Linked DNA regions of Sus scrofa: regions 2 and 3 are each linked to region 1. Evidence: chromatin contacts called from public Hi-C and promoter capture Hi-C data. All regions are on one chromosome and are shown on one strand. The core of a region is the stretch at or near the end of the contact, and the rest is flanking DNA. Distances in the headings are between cores, read along the strand shown.

What was found. Promoter capture Hi-C pulls out the DNA fragments that hold promoters and counts their contacts. A called contact is a pair of places that touch in the nucleus more often than the background predicts.
Region 2: a promoter capture Hi-C map of fetal liver shows a contact between it and region 1, with 4 times the contacts expected there. The contact joins the promoter of CCDC186 here to the promoter of CASP7 in region 1. A contact is called at or near these places in 3 of 5 promoter capture datasets (fetal liver, fetal skeletal muscle and liver) and 1 of 2 datasets of contacts at active chromatin or transcription factors (alveolar macrophages).
Region 3: a Hi-C map of retroperitoneal adipose tissue shows a contact between it and region 1, with 1.8 times the contacts expected there. The contact joins the enhancer-like site here to the promoter of CASP7 in region 1. A contact is called at or near these places in 4 of 5 promoter capture datasets (fetal liver, fetal skeletal muscle and liver), 8 of 47 Hi-C or Micro-C datasets (adipose tissue, blood, embryonic fibroblasts and 5 more) and 2 of 2 datasets of contacts at active chromatin or transcription factors (alveolar macrophages and skeletal muscle).

What each region holds. Positions count from the first base shown.
Region 1 is chr14:124,015,194-124,019,741 of Sscrofa11.1, forward strand. CASP7 (caspase-7) reads left to right here and starts at 2,583. Exons shown (of 7, transcript XM_021073322.1): 1 at 2,583-3,429. It also overlaps a transcript of NRAP not described here.
Region 2 is chr14:124,518,413-124,522,960 of Sscrofa11.1, forward strand. CCDC186 (coiled-coil domain-containing protein 186) reads right to left here and starts at 2,733. Exons shown (of 17, transcript XM_001927027.7): 1 at 2,517-2,733.
Region 3 is chr14:124,452,160-124,456,707 of Sscrofa11.1, forward strand. No RefSeq gene overlaps it. Among named protein-coding and RNA genes, the nearest start is that of ADRB1, 54 kb to the left of the region's middle. Within about 2 kb of position 2,147, at least 13 of the 83 cell types and tissues checked have an H3K27ac peak or open chromatin away from gene starts, as enhancers often do. A contact at or near this core is called in liver and retroperitoneal adipose tissue, where this site is marked.

The sequences.
Region 1 (4,548 bases), core at 1,333-3,832:
GAGATATTTGTTGGAAGGTATCTCAGTGGAGGAACTCTGTGACAAAATCACCTGGAGAGGGTGCCGGGAAGTTGCCAGCTGTTGGGGGCTGCTGGCCAGCAGGCACAGGAAGAGCTGGGTGCCGAGGAAGCTAGGTATGCTGTAAGAACCAGAGAAGCCACCCCTTCTGCAGGAGCAGCATTGCTCAAAAAGCCTGTCAGACACACCAGAACCAGGAAACGAAAACCTTTACCTCCTGTGACTTTTCTCCAGTGTCCCCTACTGGCAAAGCTGAATATGGGGCCACATGCAAAGGGCTTAGCTCCATTTTCACAGAACAGAGCAGAGAGCTTAGAGGCAGTGGTTGACAGGTACAGCCACAATTCCTCCTTTCAGGGAATTCTTTCCCCCTACCCTTTGCAGAAGTCTGCTGGTGCCTCAGCCAGAGTCTGGGGTTGGACCTGTGAGTCCTAAGAGGGGCATTTCTGTTATTCAAGAGATTATTCTTCAGTGGAGTTCTTTAGAAAGTCACAGCCTGGCCTGAGCTGTCCTGTGAACAGCTGGAGAAGCAATCACTGGTGGCACCCCTTGGGGATGAGGTGCCCAACAGAGTGAGGGTGAGATTAGGGAGCTCAGCAGGGTTAGCAGGAACAGCCTGTGACCAGCAGAGAAGGCTGGAGGCAAGGACCAGAGGGACCAGCCCAGGAGCATCCCTGAATCCAGCCCTTGGAAATCATCTGAACAATGGAGATGGGGATTTTTCTGGAGTGAAGAGGAAGACACAAGCTCTAAAGTTTGGAAAGGAGGCATAAAACAATGACATGGACCGAGGCTGGAGAAACACAGGAAATACAATTAGAATAGAATATCATTTGGATCTAAAGGGTTAGTACAATTATTATAGAGGGAAAAGTTCAAAATTGTTTCTTCCCTTTCATGTATCTATGATTTTAGTTGTTGGTACTGTGATAATTCAGCCTCGGAGCAATAAGAGAACTACACTACAGAACTGAAAAAAGAAAGTTTTCTTTATGACGCAGCATGATAATGTGAGAAAAAAGAATGTATACATGTATGTGTGACTGGGTCACCTTGCTGTACAGTAGAAAATTGACAGAACACTGTAAACCAGCTATAATGGAAAAAAATAAAAATCATTAAAGTAAAAAATAAAAAAAGAAAGTTTTCCTTAAAATCATCTTCCTATCTGAGCCAGCAACGAATTCCTGTGTGTGACACATGTAAACAAAATTGCTTCATATAATCTATGGTAGACCTTTCTTGTGGATGGAAAATACATTATTTTTCTAGGCAACCTGATCCTGGTTCTGCCACTAGCATGCCTGTAGTGTGGACAACCTCTCTGAGCCTCAGATTCTGTATCTATAATACCAGCAGAGGGATTAGTTGTGAAGGTGGCTCCCATATCTAACACCGTGTTTCATCTTATTTCACGAATAACCTGCAAAACTTGAATTCATAAATGCGATAAATCATAGGGTAACCTATTTGCCCTACTAATAGGCTTTTTATTCCATTTCTCAAATGATTCACCACTGAATTCCTTCAAAAAGAAAATTAACTCTGTGTCTACCATGACTTGGCTCGCCTTGACATTTCAGAAACATGGCTGTTAAAGAAAAGAGTAGCGCAGCCTGTCTTAGTCTGTTCTGGCTGCTATAACAAAAGACAGAAACTGAATAGCTTATAAACACCAGAAACGTATTCTTCACAGTTCTGGAGGCCAGAAGGCTAAGATCAGGGTGCCAGCATGGTTGGGTTCTAGTCAGAGCCCACGTTGGGGTAGCCGACTGCAATTTCTATGTCCTCACATGATAGAAAAGGCCAGGATGCTCAGCCTGGCCTCTTTTATCAAGGCACTAATCCCACTCACCAGGGCTCCACCTTCCTGATTTAAGCACCTCCCAAAGGCCCCCACCTCCTAATGCCATCATTTTGGAGATTTAGTTTCAACATAGGAATTTGGCAGGGAGGTAGGTGGCCCAAACAACCTATAGCACATCCATAGTGGAAATAGTGTAACTGCCTGTTTGAAATATTCAGGAATTCAGGATTCTGGCAGAAGGTAATAAATTATAATCACTCCCTTACACTTGCCTGCGGCCAGTCTTCCTTAAATCAAGGAAGCGTCCTTACCTGGTAAGATATTATGGACGATATTGAAGTCTCAGGCCCAGGGGACAGCAAACAAAAAGACGAGATGCGTTCTTGCCTAATGATGCACGACGAAGAAGGTTCGTTCCTTTCACTGAAGGCGTTGATAGTTCTTTCAAAGCAAACATCTCTGGTATGAATAAAACTGTCAGGTCTCCTTAGCTATTTACACTTCAGTGTAACTGCATGCATAAGCTGCTCCCCCGAGGAATCTTGGAGAGCAAGGCCTTGGAGGCCTCAGCTGGAGGTCCCAGGTTGAATAAAGACAAAAGTGGGAGCATGCATGGGTGTTGGGGGACCTGGGGATGCAAGGCTGGGGGTTAGGTGGCACGAGTGAAAGTACCATATTAGACTCTCTCCCGTTTTAGACTAACTCATGGCCAAGTACCCAGTGGCTGACACATGAGGGCGCTCAATAAATAGTCCATGAATGATTCTGGCGCTACGTCCCGGCCAGCAGGCTCTGTTAAGAGGTGTGGACGTGCTCTGCAGAAAACTGTTAGTTCCTGCCGCCCACGCGTGAGGAAGGCGCGTCAGCGAATGGAAGCAAGTTCTGAGCGGCAGGAGACCACGGCGGCTCCCTCGGCTGGCCCTAGGGAGACGGTAACTCAGGAAGATGCGGGCACCCAGTCCCCCGCATAGACGATCAGGGTCAGGATTTGGCTGAGGAGGAGCCGTTGGGCCTTTGGAACAGGTCCCAGGGCCGGTGCGGAGGCCGAAGTCGCGGTGTAGACCGGAGGCAGCGGGAGGGCAGGAAGGTGGACTCTGACCAGCGCCCCATTATCAAGCGCCGCGAAGTCGGCAGGGCGCACTCTTCAGTCCGCCCGACTGGGACGCTGCGTGCGCCGGGTCTGCGGAGCGCGCCCTTCAGGTCACTTGGAGCGCAGTGGACGCTGCAGAACTTTCTCCTGGAGATTGCGCGCGCAGCTCCGGGACCCCTGTGGATCTCTGCAAACTTTGCCCAGGACGCGTCCGGTGCGCGCGACCAGCTTTGCCTGCCGAGGGCGCCCTCCGCGACGACGCGCGCGACCGTGAGAGCGCGCCCTCCCCGACGGGGCGCGGCGGCGCGGTGGTCCCGCGCGCGGCCGACTCTGAGAAGCGCGGGGTCCCGAGTCGGAGGCGGGGCCCGCAGCCCCGCCCGCCGGGTCGGCGTCCTGCCCGGGGCGACTCCTCCCCTGGCCGCGTTGCGGCTTTACTTTCGCTTTCGTTGGAGCGGCCGCAGACCCTCGGGGCGGAGGGACTGAGACAGCACCAGTTCTGGACGCCGTGGGAACGGTAACTTCGGCCGCCGCGCTTCCGCCCTGCCCTCCTTTCGCCCGCGTTCTCCCTGGCCGTCCGGCTGCCCTCGCTCCTGCCACCCCGAGCGCCGTCGGTGGGATTCGATCCCCAGGGACTGGGCGGCCCCGACGGCTCCACTGAACTTGAGGGAGAGAGCTCTGCCCGCCCCCAACATCACTTGCTTGCTCAGCTTGTCCCTCCCTTCCCTCCTAGTCGCCGGGCTTGGGTCACCGGTGCTCTTCGGGATTTGGCAGAGAAGGGGGGATGGATTTGGAAGGGTGGGAAGGGCCTGGGCTGGCTAACAGTGAGAGCTCCCTTGTGGGGCAGCCGTGGGTTCAGTCCCCCCCTCCCCCCCACTCTGTTTCTCTGCTGTGAGGCCTTGGCCCTCTCTGTGCCCGTCTGTGTAATGGGGATAGTGGTGGGCCCGGGGTGGCGGCTGCTGCGAGGATGGAGTGAGGGGGTTGGGGCGCAGAGCAGTGCTGTCAGGGTGTGTAAGCTCCTGTCATCCCCTCATCACTGTGCCTGGTGCAGGGCGCTGGAAGATTCTTTGAGGAAGTGGAAGAAGGCAGGACTCTCAGGCTGCAGCTCTTCGCCGTTGTATTCACCTTTGGCTTTTGTGGGGCAGTAAAATTATTTGTGGGTGAGTCTAGTGAGTCATTCCCAAGCTTTCTCCCTTGAACTCCTGGGCTGGCTAAGGGCATGGCCCTAAGGTTTGTTTGCTTACAGACTGTTTCCTCCTTCAGGGTCCACAGCCAGACTTTCATCTAGGATAGCCAGCCACTGTCTAGGTTCATAATTCACTTCTGTCTTCTATTAGCTGTGTGGTTTAGGGCAGGTTACTTAATCCCTCTGAGGAAACCAAAGTTTCTTCAATACAGGATCAAGGCTCCAGCTTCCTAGCAGTCGTGTATCAGTTGTCAGTGGAGTACTTCAGTGCCCAGCAGAGCCCTCTCCTTCCCCAGATGCTGGAGGTGAGAGGTGGAGGTCCTGTGGGCTTCTTCTCTTGGAGCCTTTTAGGGTGATTGTCTTCACTGGGACACAAGTGAGGTACCAGTCGTGTTGTGTCATTTTCCAGGGGAAGCAGCTGCAAAGAAATTCAGACAATGGCTGGGAGGT
Region 2 (4,548 bases), core at 1,483-3,982, 500 kb after region 1:
AATATAAGATGAGAGGGTTATTTGCAAATTTAAATTATATGCTCCCAAGGTTGTCCTGAAATGATACTAAACATGCCCAACACTGTAGGCCCAAAGACATGCTTATGACAAATTCGAGAATCAGCCTTAATTATTTAAAGCTAGAGATAAAGGGTAAAAGACAAATCCAAATTTTATTGGGAAAAAAAAAAAGAAACAACTTTAGGCATGGAGACTTACTTTAACATGAAACTGTTAAATGAATTTTAAAAACTAGCAGTTAGTCATTCTTCACAGGAAAGATGATTTTTCTAAACAAGGCTGCTTCAACAGACCTATTATCTCTTCCTTTTAAAAAGCATACTTCACTGTTTTACCTTCAGATCTGGATGTCAGCATGTAGCTGTAAATAGATAGCTTTAAACTGAATATACTATGCAAACATTATCAGCTATACTGTCATTGTATGATATCAAAGAACAACTTCTTAGTTTACAGGTGAAGGAACTAAAAGGTTAAAGAGTAGTTACTGTGCTACAACACTCCTTTCCTGTTAGCAATGATTAAGACTCTGAAATACCGAAGTTCCAGTTCTGGCACAGTGGAAACAATCCAACTAGGAACCATGTGGTTGCGGGTTCAATCCCTGGCCTTGCTCAGTGGGTTGAGGATCCGGTGTTGCTGTGAGCTGTGGTGTATGCTACATATGCGGCTTGGATCTGGCATTGCTGTGGCTGTGGTGTAGGCCAGCGACAACAGCTTCAATTAGACCCCTAGCCTGGGAACCTCCATATGCAGTGGGTGTGGCCCTCGAAAAAGACAGAAGACCAAAAAAAAAAAGACTCTGAAATACCAATGATACTCTATGGAATCTCCATTGCTTAAAGGAACCTCTGAGTTTATATGCAGGTGTTCTGAATTAGACAAGGTCTTAAAAAGAATAAAACCAACATAAACACATGCCAGGGACTTCTCTTCGTGGCTCAGTGGTAAAGAACTCAACTAGTATCCCTAAGGACACCGTACAATCCCTGGTCTTGCTCAGTAGGTTAAGGATCCAGCGTTGCCATGAGCTGTGGTATAGGTCACGAAGCAGCTCGCTGCATTGCTGTGGCTGTGGGGAGGCAGGCAGCTGTAGCTCAGATTGAACCCCTTTCCCTGGAACGTCCATATGCCCCAGGGCCACAAAAAGCAAAAAAAAAAAAACCATGGATTTCCAGGTAGAATCTTCAGTAATTATACAGTCTTGCCTATTACAATGAATAAGGAGTTTTAATTCTTTACACTTCAAGATTTGTGAGTCACTCTATACCATCACTGTGCTTAAAATAACAGGAAAAATGAAAAAAACTATGCCAATCATCACTGTTTTCTGCTTGTGGATAAAGTACTAGAAAATAGCTGTATAGAGAACAGTATACTTTATACAAAGACACTCTAGTTTTACTATCAGTATCTCCAGAACCTTAATCTTTCCCACAAGATCAACACTACAAATATGAAGGCGTAAGTAGTAGTTGGGAAAGCTACACCCACAACTAGCATATCTGAACACCTAACAGATTTTTTTTTTTTTTTTGAATGACTATCAGTACTTTTCTGGAACACTTCCACTGATTTACCGCACATTTTCCTTAGAAAAACTCTCAATCTATCATTTTGGAAGAAATAAGAAAAATGGGTGTCAAAGGTACATCACACACACACAGAAAACTGCCAACTGTCTGGGTCTGCATAGCATTACTAACTATATAATTCCTCTAAGTTAACAAGATTATCAAATCAAAAATAGTCTAAATGTTCCAACTCCAAATCCAGGCCTCTTCCCTCTGAACAAAATCAGGATATAAATATTAGCTGAAGTTTTTAAGTTGTCAAAAGTCAAGCAATACTTGTAACTGCACTGTTCCCCAAAGTTGCTACTAGGGGACGTGTAGAAGGGCTTTTACCATTTTACAAGTTTGACAAAGACCCTAATTTGAAATATGATCCTTACCAACCAAGTTTATCAAATGCCTTCATGTCCTTGATCGAAAGGCAACATAAACAGCAAGAACAATTTCTCTCCTATCCACAATCCCAAAGAATCGTATCTAAATCACAATAATGGAAGTATTTGGAAAAAGGGTAAAAAGTCGCCAACAGTAAACATAAAACAAGAACACAGTCAACTTGGAGACGAAAAGAGAATTACAAGATTGAGTCTAGGACCGAGCAGGTGGGGCTCAGCTGCAATAGGCACTGGGAGACCAGGAATCCGCCCAAATTCCGCCGCGCTCTAGGTGTAGCTCCAGAGCCCCGGCCCCCATGAGCCCCCGCGACCCCACGGCCGCCTCCTCCTTTGGCGGCCGGGGAGTAAGGGAGGGGGGCAGAGAGGAGGGGATTCCGAACTCCGTACCCCAGCCCTCGCTTCGCTCCCTCGAGAAATGAGGTGGGGAGCCGGCCCCAGAACCTGCAGGACCGCGGGAGAGGTGAGCGGTCGGCCGCACGCCACCGCGACTCCCCGGTCCGCCCCAAGCGCCCCCCGAGGCACTTACCCCACTTCTCCGAGCTTCAGGCCACACCCCTAACAAGACTGCTGGAGCTCCGGCTCTGGGACCAACTTCTCCATAGCGGGGTCCCGCAGACCAGGAAGTGGGGGGGGCGACAGGGGTGGGGACAGAGCCGAGACCACGTTACCTCTGCCGCGCCTTCCCCAAGCCCCCGCGGAGCTGACACATCAACAAAGATGGCGGCGACGCCGAAGCCGGCCTGGCTACTGCTGAGGGGGCGGGGCCTCCTGAAGAAGCCAATCAGCGCTGCGTGGGAGGTGTGACGCGACGCACCTTGGGGCCGGGGTAACCTGTCTGCAGTGGGCGGGGCCGGCAAAGCCGTCTCCCGCCCCCTGAGCGCCCAGCCCTGCCCTTAGACTTGCTGGATACCCCCGCCCTGGCTGACCCGGCGAGCTCTCCCTCCTGCCTCTGGCTACAGCTCTGCGTATCAAGCCCCGCCCCGGCCCAAAGGGGTTATCGCTTCCTGTAGGACGCGCCCTTGGAGATAATTCCTCTTCACCCTTTGGCCCTTACTCATTTTAGGGGCATAAATAATAAAAGAGAATTCAATATCCATGTAGAGCACTCAAGCAAGTTCTGAAACCGCTTCGTATCTGCTTTGTACTGTTGATGCCTTCCTGGTATCGTATGTACCCCCAAATTCTGCATAGACCATTTCGTGTAATGGTAAGTGTAAAACAAATGTTAAAGGAAGATTTTTATTAAGAATCAGAATGTTTATTCATCATGTTGTTACAATTTAACATTTATTTGTGGTTTTGTGATTTGGTTAATCTATAAAAATTGTAGGTAGAAAGGTTTATATTTCATCTTCTTTTGATGTTGTAAACGTGCTTTTTAAAGAATGGATTATTTGAATGTTTATGGCACCTGACTTGTTAAAAAAAAAACTACAAAAAAATTAGAATTGTTAAATTGTGTCCGTGTTAACAAAATAACAAACAAACAACAAAAAAAAGAGAGAATTCAAAATTGTGACTTCCCAGTTCTGATGCACCTGACATGGGCGGAATCAGCAGGAGCAGCCTCCCTGCCCACCTGACAACTAGTCTCTGGGAGAGGCTCCAGGGGTTTCCATAACACCGCGTTTGTATCCACCGCGTAGCACCGACTGCCATTGTTTAATAATAAACAGTTGATCAGTTCGTGTCCAGTACTGGACTGTGAGCTCCTTGACGGCACACAGCATGGGGTTTGACACGCAGCTGCTCAATAATTAGCAAAAATAATAATAATAACAATTGTATGGGGGGGAGTGTATTAAATACCCTTGCCTAATCGCAATCAGAGGTGAGCTGTTTCAGTCTGTGGAGGTTTTGCAAACCAACTCTGTCCAGTGAAGTGCTGTTCTTTGATTTAATACTTCTAAAGCTCAAGTCGAGTAAATATAGTTAATCTTAACAAGTCATCAATTCGAGTTGATAAAGCAAAACTTTTTCCTGTTCTGTTAAGCTTCTTTGATACTAACTAATGGCAAAAGCCACCCCCAAACAACCCCCCAAATAAAAATAAAAAACCCCATATTAAAAAAAGAAATCAATATTGTGTAACTCTGTTCCTCTTTTCAACAGGAAATGGCACCTTCCTTCTTAAAGGAAGATACTGACAAGATGGAGGATAACGTGAGGAAAAAGAATATGATATATACAACTGGGTCACTTTGCTGTACAGAAGAAATTGACAGAACATTGTAAATCAACTATAGTAGAAAAAATAAAAATATTTAAAAAACATGCAGTTAAAATGTGACAATAAAGAAATGATTTGACTTTAAAACAACAAATTGACCGCACAGTACTATTGAGATGTCATTTCCAGGGGAAACATTTAAAAAGAAACTCTAAGCTTTTTAATATGCATATTGTCGGTAATAACATTTATACTGTCATTTCTGAAATATATTAGTATAAAGCATATACATAATCTTTGGGAACCAAGATTTTCAGTATTAAAAAAAAGAAAATGTAAAGATTAAAAAATCAGGGAGTTCCCGTCATGACTCAGTGGTTAATAAATC
Region 3 (4,548 bases), core at 897-3,396, 440 kb after region 1:
AAAAAGACAAAAAAAAAAAAAAAAAGTTACATCCAATAAAGTTTGGAGCTCACTTAATATAATGAACCAGTGATGGTTTCTGAGTTTCGACAATGTACCACAGAAATGTAACTTGTTCAAATGTAACTTGGGGCAATTCGAGTGAGGGGTAGTCATGAACTCCCTATGCTATCTTTGCAACATCTCTATAAATTTAACTTTTTCCAAAATAAGATTTTCTTTTAAGGGTCAGAGAGAGGTCCATTATTGACTTATTCTTTGGGGCTCCCACTTCCAATCTTGGAGGACTATAAGGAACTCTAGAAACTTAGTAAGGCCCCAAATGATTCTCTAAGTGTGGGGTCAGTGCTCAGCTGGATCGCCTTATATCCCTGGGATTCTTCTGGGTGTGGCCCACGGCCATCCGTCAGTGCTGTGGATCCATCTGAAGCCAGCCTCACTTGCTCCGTGAGTGCAGGCTGGCCTGTTCCAGGGGCTAGCAGGTGGTCAATGGTGAGACTCCACTCCTTGAATGTCAGACCGGGTACCAGGGGACAATTGCCTTGGCTGTTAGAGCCTTGTACATCAGTACTTGGTCCTTCGCTGGCCTGCAGGTACCCAGCCCTCCTCCAAGGGGTCCTCTTTCTCGAAGTAGTGTCTGCAAGCTAAAGTGGGTCTTTACCATTTCAGGACCTCACTCCTTGCCTCTGGCCGGCCTTGAGGCTGCACCCTTGCACCTGCCCCTTCAACCCTCAGAGCCCTCATCAATCCAGTGGGTTGAGTCCTGTCTCCTGCAGGAAACTAGACTTTGAAAACAAAGACATCGAATGCTCCTCTTAGACAGGAGAAGCCCAGACATCCAGGACACAGAACCTGGCTCCTCTCTTGGGAGAAGAAGGAGAAAATACCTCTCATTCTTTCTGGATGAACTTACAGCTGAGAGAAAAATAGGCATCATTAATATTCAAGCTGGCTATTCCACCACGTTAAATGTTCAATATATAGCCTTGTACCACTAACACAAGGAGGGTGACGTGTGACTTGGTAATGGGAGGAAGTAGCACCAGACCATGAAATGCCTTTGACCCCCAAGAGGGAGCTGGAGAAGAACCAAAGGAGGAAGGGTCCTTTCCATAAATGGTCAGCCAGGAACCCTTGTTGAGAGCGTCCACAGGAATAGCCAGTAAAGGGTAGTTTGGGTCCTTTACTACCTGAGGGGATGCCAAGGTGACTGCTCTGCATAAAAATAAGTCTGGCTGTCCCTGCAGGAAAAAAGCCTTGCGGGGTATGTGAGCCGCTTCTTTCCTGATAGAGGTCTAGATTACACTGCCCCTGGAGGTTTCATACTTGTTCTTCTTTCAGATGTTCATGAGCTTGCTCTAACAGGCCAGGCAGTCGAAGAATCAGGAGTGCCTGCCAGGCCCAGGGCAGAGCAAGGAGACCCAGCCTAGAGGGCTCGGTTGCCAGGGGGGCTGACTCTCCTCTTGAACATCATGGACCATCAAGCTTAAGCTCTAGGTATCCCTCCAGATAGAACGATGCTAACCTGAGCCACAGCAGCTGGGGGTACAGCGGGGGTGGGGATGGTTCCAAAGCATGAGCTCCCTTCTTTTGGATCAGGTTGGGTTTCCCAAAAGAGGAAGTGGGGAGCATTTTCCTTAGAGATCTTTGGAGAGGAAGGGAGAACGTGAGGACCAGAGGACCCAAGTCAGGACATGAGCCCTGCCAAGACGGTGGCCACCACAGCCAGTTGATAGAGGACCCAGAAGTTCGTTCCACGTGAGACGTGGTCAGGGACAAGCTGTCGTCTCTTTGCCCAAAGTGAAGGCAGTGGAGCCTCACTTCGGACAGCCCCAGAATTGATGTCAGGGACTGTGTGATCATACAGCCTCCAAGTTTATTCTCCACTCTCTGGGATTCTAGACAGCATCTAATATGCTTGAATAAACGTGTTTTTTTCTGCTTTGATGGGCCAGGCTTGATCTCTGTTATTTGCCATGAAGACCTTGATAAGCACATGTTAACTCCTCTTAGCCCAGATTTGCCTAATAAATGTCACTAAGAGATGATTCCCATGAACTGGAAACAGTAAATTAAATGGATGGAATGGACTCTTTTAGCAAAAGGAACTGAAAAGGTGTTTTGGTTTCCTCCTTCCGTAACACATATGAAATAACCCCATCTCACGTTACTTCTGCAGCTCAGAGACTCGAAAACCACTAGGAAGCGCAGGAGGGCTTGTGAGTTAATTATAACACCCTTCGGTGGGTTGGCTCGTGGTTTTCCTCTTACAATGAAATGCGAAGAGTGGGGGAGGTGAGCTCTGCCGGGTGTTGCTGCTAATGTTTTTAACCAAGGATCTGAAGCTGTTTGATATTTTTGGCTTCATCAGCCCCCTTTCCAGTCCCGTTTTGGAAGTAAAGCAGAATTAAAGTCCAAAGGAGTTTCAGAACTACAAAATGGTCTGTTGGCCCAAAGTAAAAAGTTCCATTCCTGAGGTCCCTCTTCCCATGTTTTCAAGGTTGCTCTTTTCATGTAGCAAGTGGCCTGCCTGATGCTCTTTTGTTCCTTCCTCTTTAGGATTGCAGGCTGGTTTCTGCCTCAGTTTCGAATCTGTTTCATGGCTCTGGACTTCTCATTTCTCCTTGGCACTCCTCCTGTACCACGAGACTCCACACTCAGGACTGGGCATCAGAAAGAAATCAAAGCGTCCTCCCTTTGCTCTTGGATACCTGGGCAGAGTGTGGCTATAGTTCCCTTTGTGCCCACACCGTGTCATGCGACAGAGAAGGAGTTCCCACAGCGGAGATCAGAGCTTGGGTTTTATGCTCCTCATTCAGCTTTGAAGCTTCAAAATTTGAGAGCAGGAGATCAAGAGTGCATGATAGTGTTGTTTTCCCCTCTGTGGAACTGGGGGACTCTTGCTGGAGTTCCCGTCGTGGCTCAGTGGTTAACGAATCCCGCTAGGAACCATGAGGTTGCAGGTTCGATCCCTGGCCTCACTCAGTGGGCTAAGGATCCGGCGTTGCCTTGAGTTGTGGTGTAGGTTGCAGATGCGGCTCGGATCCCGCGTTGCTGTGGCTCTGGCGTAGGCTGACAGCTACAGCTCTGATTCAACCCCTAGCCTGGGAGCCTACCTATGCCCCAGGAGCAGCCCTAGAAAAGGCAAAAAGACAAAATAAAATAAAATAAAATAAAACAAAACAAATAAAATAAAAATACCAATGCTGCTCACTTTACTCAAGGACAGGTGCAAATTTTTCTGGCCTCTGTACACTCGTGTGTGTGTGTGTGTAACTTATTTTTCATAGAACCCAGGTTTACCTCACTGCATCAGATATTCAGCCTCTAAGAGTGACAGAATCTGAATTTCTTCATCCTGGGTCTAACCTATGTGGTTCCAGTTCTAAACCCAGGGTCACCTCCAAGTTCTTCTGAACCTTCAGATCCTGAGCAGCCTCCTGTGACTGAGGAGGGAAGAGTCAGGGGAAGGTGTTGAAGGCAAGAGAGATTTTCGGTGAAGCTCCCCATATAAGCTGTACAGGAAGACACATGAGGAGTCTTCTCTTGCTTAAGAAAACCTCCTACAGAATCCATCCCGCCAACTCGACATTTTGTGTCACCGGTAGATAATGGATCACATTGACCCAGCGCCCAGGAGAGTAGGTGTGCAATCGATGGTGAGGAATAAATAAATGAAAAAGTGATTTGCATGTAAGTTCAAATATATGAGAGAGCATGACATTAGCGGCACCTTTGCAAATTCATCTCTTCATGGCAAACGTGGCTTCCAAAGCTTGGGTGTGTACAGAGGATGTACCTTTCACATTGGCTCATAAGACACATTGTCCTGAGCTGCCTGTCCTACCCTCATAATAACTTGCTTTTTTTTTGGTAGCCTCTGACATGCGAAGTCTAAATGAAAGGAAGGAGGGGAAGTTTTCGTCCATTTTTCCCAGTGAGGAAAAGGAGACTCTGCTCTGGGCTGGAACTTTGTCCCCCTAAGTTCACATGTGGGAACCCTAACCCTTGGGACCTCGGGATGGGACTGTATCGGAGATGGGGTCATTAGAGATGTAATTAAGCTAAAATGAGGTCATGAGGCTGGCCCTACTCCAATGAGATTCACGTCCTTATAAGAAAAGGATATTAGGACACAGAAAGAGAACGCGTATGAGGACGCCCTGTGTGCCTGCTCAGAAAGATGACCGTGTAAAGACATAAGACATAAGAAGGTGACCTGATGAGCAAGCCAGGGAGAGAGACCTCAGGGGAAAAACAAACAAACAAACAAACAAACAAACAAAAAAAACCCTACCAACACCTTGATTTTGGCATCTAGCCTCTGAGGCTGGGAGGGAAAAAAAAAAAAAAAATCTGTTAAGCCACCCTGTCCGTGGTGTTTTGTCACAGCCGCCCTAACTGACTAGCAAAGGCTCAAAGCCATTAAGGGAGAGAATGAACTTCAGTCCACATGCCTCATTTGAAAATTCTTTATCAAATAAAACAATTTACTTAGGGGGGAAAAAAAAAAAAACCCTGCTTCCTGGCTGTTAGTGTGTAATGGGT